Linked DNA regions of Mus musculus: all the other regions are linked to region 2. A link is a contact called in public promoter capture Hi-C data. All regions are on one chromosome and are shown on one strand. Each heading gives the region's core, a stretch centred on a gene start, on an enhancer-like site or on the middle of the called end of the contact. The rest is flanking DNA. Distances are from core to core; before and after follow the strand shown.

The links. Promoter capture Hi-C pulls out the DNA fragments that hold promoters and counts their contacts.
Region 1: a contact with region 2 is called in a promoter capture Hi-C map of neural stem cells. The contact joins the promoter of Ccdc115 here to the promoter of Bend6 in region 2. A contact is called at or near these places in 2 of 39 promoter capture datasets (embryonic stem cells and neural stem cells), 1 of 484 Hi-C or Micro-C datasets (embryonic stem cells), 5 of 115 datasets of contacts at active chromatin or transcription factors (astrocytes, bone marrow-derived macrophages and embryonic stem cells) and 2 of 9 other capture datasets (adipose tissue and embryonic stem cells).
Region 3: a promoter capture Hi-C map of liver shows a contact between it and region 2, with 4 times the contacts expected there. The contact joins the promoter of Arhgef4 here to the promoter of Bend6 in region 2. A contact is called at or near these places in 2 of 39 promoter capture datasets (liver and stem cell-derived epiblast-like cells).

What each region holds. Positions count from the first base shown.
Region 1 is chr1:34,438,346-34,441,045 of GRCm38.p6, reverse strand. Ccdc115 (coiled-coil domain containing 115) reads left to right here and starts at 1,374. Exons shown (of 5, transcript NM_027159.2): 1 at 1,374-1,818; 2 at 1,900-2,003; 3 at 2,114-2,196. The coding sequence starts at 1,708. Imp4 (IMP4, U3 small nucleolar ribonucleoprotein) reads right to left here and starts at 1,217. Exons shown (of 9, transcript NM_178601.3): 1 at 1,119-1,217; 2 at 897-1,005. The coding sequence starts at 1,121.
Region 2 is chr1:33,906,187-33,908,886 of GRCm38.p6, reverse strand. Bend6 (BEN domain containing 6) reads left to right here and starts at 1,266. Exons shown (of 7, transcript NM_177235.3): 1 at 1,266-1,321. Dst (dystonin) reads right to left here and starts at 662. Exons shown (of 103, transcript NM_001276764.1): 1 at 435-662. The coding sequence starts at 615.
Region 3 is chr1:34,676,769-34,679,468 of GRCm38.p6, reverse strand. Arhgef4 (Rho guanine nucleotide exchange factor (GEF) 4) reads right to left here and starts at 1,287. Exons shown (of 14, transcript NM_001368773.1): 1 at 1,207-1,287. The coding sequence starts at 1,245.

The DNA.
Region 1 (2,700 bases), core at 125-2,624, 530 kb before region 2:
AATCCCAGCCCTAACATTATGCTTCTTAACTCAAAAAAACGTTACATGACACACATATACTTTATAGTCCTAAATTACAGGAACGGAATTTAATTACTGGCACCAGGGATATTGTACTATCAATCAGGCGGGAGACATGAAGTTCCTTAGATACAAAAGCAAAATAGGGATAAATAGAACATTTCCAATTAAGCTCTGTGATAGAGGATCTTCATTTATTAGGGCAAATGAAAATGTGAATTAATGTAAGGCAAAGTTTTAAACTAACCTGTAAAACGAATGTCAAATTCTAAATGGAAGAAGAATTAAAATGCAAGACAATTATAACAATCAATAACAGGTTTTTCTAATTTTGTTTTGAAGAAGACAACAAAAACAAATACCAAGGATTCTTGCAGACCCATTCCCTAAGATGGGAATCAATTAGATGAGGCAAAGGTTTTTTGTTGGTTTGTTGCTTGATTTGGTTTGGTTTTTGGTTTTTCGAGACAGGGATTCTCTGTTTTAGCTCTGGCTGTACTGGAACTCATTATGTAGACCAGGCTGGCTTCGAACTCGGGGATCGGCCTGTCTCTGCCTCTCGAGGGCTGGGATTGAAACCGTGCGCCGCCGCCACCCGACAGAGGCAATGTTTTAAAACTAAATAAAAACTAGATATTCTGTAAGCAAAACTGGCAATCAACCTGTAGACATGGGCAACTGTAGCATAAACGGCCATACTATCACATGGTGGGATCATTCAGAAACCAGTGAGCAGTGAGGTCCTACCTAACGAGCAGAGAAAGGAAAGATGACCAGCCACCCTGATACAAATACATTAAGTTCAAATGCGTTTACACCTCCGTGTAGTATGCTCGAGCAAGGACTTGTAACCCACCAGCACAGGGAGGCCTTACCTTCTAGAGCACGCTTGACTCGCTCCTTCTTCTCCTGAACGGATCGCTGCGCCTCCTCCCGGGCTTTGCGGTACAGGTACTCGCGGCGCAGGCGAGCCTCCCGACGGAGCTAGAGAACACACAGGGTCACCATCCACTTCGGAGCACCGAGGACCACAACTCAGCCCTCCCGTAGTCCCCTTCTTTCCCGCTAAACCAGAACAGGAAATCAAAACATCCTACCATGATGAGCGCCGCTCCCTCACGAGTCCCAACTCTTCTGGCGCTGCTGGCACCACGCAGTGATCACTTCCGCCCTCAACCAAAAAGGCCTTTAGAGGCTTCACTCGATTCCACTGCCGGTCAGAGTGCCCCATCTTAAGATGGCGAATGGAGGAGGGCGTCGCAAGGTGATTGGTCAGACGGGCAACCAATTAATTACCCGGATTTGGGATGTCACGTGGTCTAAGACCGTCCTGATTAGTTAGTCCGTCTGCGGCTTCACCGGTGCTTGAGCTGGTCAGGCAGCAGGCTAGCGAAGAGTAAAAGCAGGAACTGTGCGCATGGCTTCCTAGATTCAAGTTAAGGTCCGACTTTTGGTAGCCATCGGATTCGAGAAGTATCCCGCTCCAGGCGCTAATCCGCGTCCTGGCTGGTGACAGGGATCACCCGGAAGTTGAAGCCTTTGACTTCCGGGTCACGATTAGTACTGCCCCCCTAAGGGCGGATCTTGAGCGCTTATTGGCTGTCATGCACATGGCCGCGCAGTGATTCGGCGGCTTGGAAGGAAGTGGCTCCGCCCATCCGCGCGTGTCCCAAGACTGGCTGGGCCATGGCGGTCCAGGCTCTGCGAGAGGAGTTGGACTCCAAGTGCCTACAGCTGCTCAGTGACCTGGAGGAACTGGAGGCGAAGCGGGCGGCGCTGAACGCCAGGGTGGAGGAGGTGGGCCACGGGGAATGGAAGGAGGGATAGAAAGCGGGCACAGGGAGGGAAAACAGTCTCAAGTCTCTCCTGTCTCCCCAGGGTTGGCTCTCACTTGCCAAGGCTCGCTATGCCATGGGAGCCAAGTCGGTAGGACCCCTGCAGTATGCCTCGCGTATGGAGCCTCAGGTCTGCGTGCGTGCCAGGTGAGCGCCCCCCCCCCCCCCCCCCCTTGGAGAGTGGATGGGCAGGACCTAGGCCGGCGCGGCCAGAGATCCAACTTCCCTTTTTTTTTTTTTTTTTTTTTTTTTCCCAGCGAGGCCCAGGATGGACCCCAGACCTTCAGGGTGATCAAAGCTGACGCCCAGACCCCCGAGGAAGTGGGGCCTAGCGAAGCATGTAAGTCTCCTTTCCACCTGTCAGCCCTTACTCAGCGCTAAAGACAAAACTCATTGAACATTTAAGGAAATTGCTTCATTCGGAATCTGATTAATGGAGAGCGTCTGAGCTGGAGAGTTGAATGTCTGGGGGGCGGGGGTGTGGGAGGGTGGGGTTCTTATACTTTGATAGGTAGGGTTCAAGTAACAGGATAGGAGAGCCGCCCGAGGAGGTCTAAGGGAATGGGGTGTATTCCAAGCCTCCTTGACATAACATGGTTGGGTAAGAGGGTTAAAGGAATGTTGGCGTTTAAGCTGATTGGTTCACAGCATCTGGTCAAACCACAAGGAGGGACCACACATCTAAAAGGTGCATCTTCACCTGGGAACGAATCATGTTTTCTTAGCCCACCCCATTATTATCGACTGACCACAGCTATTACGTCTGTTTTGCAACTGCCAAGAATATTTCGGATTTTTGTTTGTTTGGTTGTTTTTTGCTTTTCATTTCGTTTTGTTTTTTGTT
Region 2 (2,700 bases), core at 17-2,516:
TTCCGTGGGCATATTGGGGCGGGGCGGAGAGAGTATTGGACCATCTGTCTCTAAGGTGATTTCTCTGCAAGAAGTTCCAGCAAAGTTGGGAGAGGGGAGCCCATATCATCACGCCTTACTTTTTTATTCCTAAGCTCCAGCAAAGGCTTGGCAAAGATACGAGTACCTCAGCCCAGGACTCCCCTACAATTACCTTCTGGGCTCTAGCAAACTGACCCTAAGAATCGGAGCCTGATCCTTCCTTCCAGGACCTCCGAATCTCCGTGGTTATCCAAACCTGGTGACTCAGAGGATGGAGGTGAGGCCAAAGGGCCAGGGCGCGTTAAATAAATAAATGCACTTAGCTTGAGGAGTGGGCACTGAGTGGGCAGAAGAGGCAGAGAAGGCTTGAACCTCGCTTCTGCCCAGAAGAACCCAGCGGCGGCGTGTCTTACCTCTGCTTCTGGAACGACCCGAAAAGACCGATTTCATCGGATGTCTCCCTTTCTGGAGCTTGCGGTGCCAGCAGCAGAAGAAGACGATGGTGGCGACGGTGCCCAGCAGGAGCAACAAGAGGAAGAGAGCACATTGGATGCTGTAGGGTCTCAGCAAAACGAGGAAAGCGGCGGCGATCATGGTGCGGGCGAGGCGGGGGGCCGTGCGGCGCGGGGCTAAGGCTGCAGAGCGCGCGGGGCGCGGGGCGCGGGACGCGGGGCGGGCGCGGCGGACAGGGGCGAGCGCGGCTCAGCGCGTCAAGCCCGGCGCTCGCGGCCCCGCGCGCGGCCCAATGGCTGCACACCCCGCGCCGGCCCCGGAACGACTGATGGAGAGCAGCGGGCAGCTCTCGCCATGACTCAGCACGCGGCGCAGCGGCGAGAGCCGCGCCCCTCCCTCCGCAGGCGCCCCAGCCCGCGCGCAGCTCTCGGGCTCAGCCCCGCCCGGGACGCAGCCGGCTGGGAGCATCATCGGGTGGCCGCCCGGGGCCTCGGCGTCCTGAAGCCGGCGCACGTGGGGCGGGACGGGGCGCGGCGAGCCGGCGGGGGGCTCGGTGGGTGACGTCACGGGCTGCGGCGGCAGCGGCGGCGCGGGTGCGGGCGCGCGCGCATGGCTGGGGCCGGGACCGAGCGGCGCGCGCCCTCCAGCAGGTCGGTTCGGTGCGCGCGCGGCCCGCCAGGCCACGCGCCGGGCGGCGGTGCGCGGGGACCCCCGGGTTTCGCCTGTGTAAGCCTCCGCGGACCTTCTGCTGGAGGCCGACGTCAGGGGGCGCCAAGGAGCCGGGGGGAACCCGGGCTCCCGCCTCCCTGAGCCCGCCCGGAGGCTGGGGCTCGGAGGATGCAGCAGGGTGAGCTATTTGGTTTGGGGGCGGGGGTAGTCCCTGCGCATGGAGGCGCGAGCACCTGGAAGGGCCATCTCCAAGCTGGTCCAATCTTAGGAAAGGCGGCACGCCGCGGTCTGCAGGCTTGCACCCTACCACCCCCAAACTTGGTGCTGATTCTCAGCCCAGACGTGAGCTCTGCCACGGTCAAAGAACCCTGATTCATTTATTGGCTTTGTAGGGAGAGGTGATTTTAGATGTAAGGATCTGACATGATGAAGGATGAAGGAAGTTGGTGATTGATTGGCCTGTAGATACTGCAGGAGAAATTTTTAGGCACTGTCAGACAACGGCGATCGGTCACACTCGGGTACACACCCTTCTCCCCTTTGCCGTTTTTTTCCAGCTTCCCTTACATTCCGTTACAATCCGCAAAAACTGTATCGCAGTTGTGGGCTGGACACTTGACAGTGATCGCTGATTCGGTGCCAACGAAGAAGGCAAGGCGTGAGCGCTGCGGTGTGCTCTTTTGCGGAGGGCCTCTGCCACCTGGCGAGAAAGCCAAAGCTGCAGTGGCCGCCTGCAGCGTGTTGCGGCCTTAGCGGGCCAGTGCAGTGCTCTGCCCTGCTTGCCCCTAAGGCAAACTGGCTTTCCCTGTGGGAGTTGGATGATTTGTTTTCTTTCATTGACTTGTATTTTTTAAATTAACTATATGACATATGACAAATGAAATATTACATTTGTGCAATTTCTAGTAACTGGCTTGAAACTAAATAATTCGTAAAATTCCAAAAGTCAATTGAAGAATCGATAGGAATGTGTGTATTGTTGTCTAACTATATGAAACCAACTGTTCAGTTCTGCAAAAATGTGTAGCCATTAGTGACTGATAGGTGAATGATGTATTATCAAGTGTGAGCATTAAAAGAAATGCGGAAAGATGTTGCTTAGCCCTGATGCCAGGTTCATAAGCACGGAAAGCACAGGAAAATGTGCTCTTATTTGCATGTTGGCCTCCTAAAACAAATACAGATTGCTATTATATGCCACTCATTCTGTTGTTTGAGGCTGAGGATGGAAAGCACCTTGCTTGCCGACACTGAGGAAGGTGAGACTCTTGACTGTCAGACTGCGGGGAGCACTGGGTGCCAAACAGGCTTCACGGGTCCCTGGCAGTCAGCAGAGCTGTCTGGAACTTCTGCATCCCGTGCACAGAGCTGAAGGGCTCCTGACACTGCAGCCCACTGCAGTAAGAAACTGTATTCCTATCTGCTATGCAGGGGGGCGGGGGGGGGGGGTTGAAGAGAATCCCGAGATCTTGCAAAGTGTGGTACACCGCGAAAGGAAGAACCCAGCACGCTGAGCAGGGCACCGGAGGGTCGTTTTATACTGGACCAGAGTAACCT
Region 3 (2,700 bases), core at 38-2,537, 770 kb before region 2:
AAACTCCACCCACCTGTTGCCTTAAGACCCTCACCCGAAAGGAACAAAACGAATTAACCACACTTTTCCAAACAGGAAAACAAACCCCAAAGTGCTTAAATGATTATTCCAAGATCCACCGTATAGCTTGGGATTCTGTGGCAGGGTCATCATTCCAAGAGTCTGAACAGCACAAAACAGCGAGCCAGGCATGCTCGCCCTTCCCCCACCTCGATGCGGAGCCCCAGAAAGTCCCCTCTCCCCATCCCTCATTCTCTTCCTCTATGGTTGTATTGTAACCACTAAGGTGGTTACAGGTAGGCAGGCCTTCCAAATGGCAGAGGCAAAGGCTGAGGTCAGGCAGAGTTCCTTCTATCCCGTATGGGTCTGGGTCACCTGCTCACCCCCACCCCCACCCCACCCCCACCCCCGGCTCAGAGCTCTCAGGACCAGAAGACTCTGCCTCACCCGCAGCCATCACCTGCCAGCCTTTCCCTGCGCTTCCTCCTGCTGGCCTCCAGCTGACACTTCCGGATTCTTGAAGCCTTGGTCCTAAAGTCAGGTCACATTCCCACCTCCCACACTGCTCACTTGGAGAGGTGGGACTTGGCAACCTGCAACCAGCTACCCCTCTGCCAGTACCCTGCAGCCGGCTGCCCACCCCAAGATCCCTGTGTGGTTAAGAGACGTGGTAGCATCCCAGTATAGTGGGGTCTCCACGATCGACCGACCCCAGTCAAGGACTCAGCTCTTCTACTAAGTTCCGATTCCGGTACGGAGTCTTAGGCACTTGTTCACGAAGGTGCCCCAACCGAGATTCTCCCTCTGATATATCCAGGTAACTACAATAGCAACCACTTCCTGGGTAGCTCCAGCTGCCCAGCTACCCAGCCAAGACTGGGAGAAACCCAGGAGTGCCCGGGCTCTCACCAGTCTCTCCAGCCTCGGTCAAGTCCACTTTCCCCCTCCCCGGAGCCTATAATCCCCTGTGCGCCTCTTTCTCCCCCCGTCCCCGCAGTCCCCAAGGCCACACTCGGGCAGGCCACCACCTCCAGATCCAGCACATCCATCGAGAAGCTGCGACTGCCGCGCGGATCGTTCTTGGGTACCTCTTAGGCACCCACAAACAGCCCAGGGCGCAGCGGCGTGCGCGGCTGCCCCTTCAGCAACCCCAGCAAAACTCTGCAAGCAAACCCGGTTTTGAATCCCCGGGACCACGTCTCTCACCTTAAAGAAGCTGCGAAGGAAGTGCACCACACCGAGCATGGTGCTGCCCGGGCACTACGGCCACCCGCTGCTCCTGACTGCGCTGGCGAGCCGAGCTCCGGACGCCACCCCGCGCCCCGCCCCATGGTCTGCCCTGGACCGCCGAGGAGCCCCGCCTCCGCAACCGGGCCACGCCGGGCACGTGCGAGTCCGCAGGGACTTGTCCAAACACTGGTCCCGCCTGCCCACTAGGAATCTGAGCGTAGTCTAAGTAAGAAAAGGGCAAGTGGATCCACAGCGGTCTATCTGCGGCTCACTGGCACGCTTACCTCCACCCTTTGATCCCCTAGGTCTGTCTGGCACACAGTCCTATGACTAGTGCCTGACCGTGGTCCTATTGGAAGCAGCCACCTCCCTTTCCACCTCACAGCTTAGTCAAGCGTTGAGAACCTTCAAGACGTTAACGCAATACTTTAGTAGTTGAGGAAACAGAAGCTGCGCGCAGTCTGTACTCACAAAGCTAGAACTGGGCAATTGTGGACTCAAACCCCTGTACCTAACTAAGTCTTGACCCAGAGCCCACTTCTTGCTCCCCTTTCCCCGCCTTTCCAGTTGTTCTCTGATAGATGTGACTGGAGGAAAGGTGAGGAGAGTCCTGGAAGCTGGCGCAGCGTGGTGAGACAGAAGCAGGTGACCAGGACACAGGGGCTCTAGAGTCCCGTTTTTGACGAGTCATCAGTTTTTTAGGTTCATTTGTGTGTTTGTGCACAAGCATATGCACACCACAGGAGGATGTTCCGGGACTTGGCTTTTGCTTCCCGACTTTCCCCTTGGAGACAATCTCTCACTGCGTATGGGGCTGGTTTTTCTGCTGGAATGGCTGACTGGCTGGCTGTCAAGCCCAGCTCTCCATCCTATCTCTGCCAGGTTCCTCTGACTCAGGAAAGGAGTTATGGGCAGGCGTGGCCACACCCCGATTTTTATGTGGGGGCTGGGATCCAAACTCAAATCCTCTCACTTGTACATCAAGTTCTCTTAACAACCGAGCCATCTCCCTGGCCCCTAGTTATAATTTCATAACACAAAAAGAAAATGTTAATAACAGTTCCAGTGAGGCCAACCTGAGTTATAGTCATCTTTATATAAACGCAGCTTTAACACACTCAAACCTACACACACACACACACACACACACACCATTTTTTTTAAAAAAATAGTTGTAAAACAGAAATAGAGTATTCTAAATTTCTGCAGAAGTACAGAGGCAAGAGTTTGTGAGCATTGTACTGCATTTGATGGGATCAAGCATCCCATGAAGGTTGAGCATCTGTCCACACTGGCTCTGGGCATCCCTCACTGCATCCCTCACAGCCCAAGCCTGCATCCCTCACTGAAGTCCTACCCCAGTGATCATTAGCATATTACCTAGGTGACAGTTGGAGTGTAGTATATTTCTCCTATGTTCAAACAGCATCTGCTTCTCCACTTCCTTTCAGATGCCCAGGGCAGCCAGCC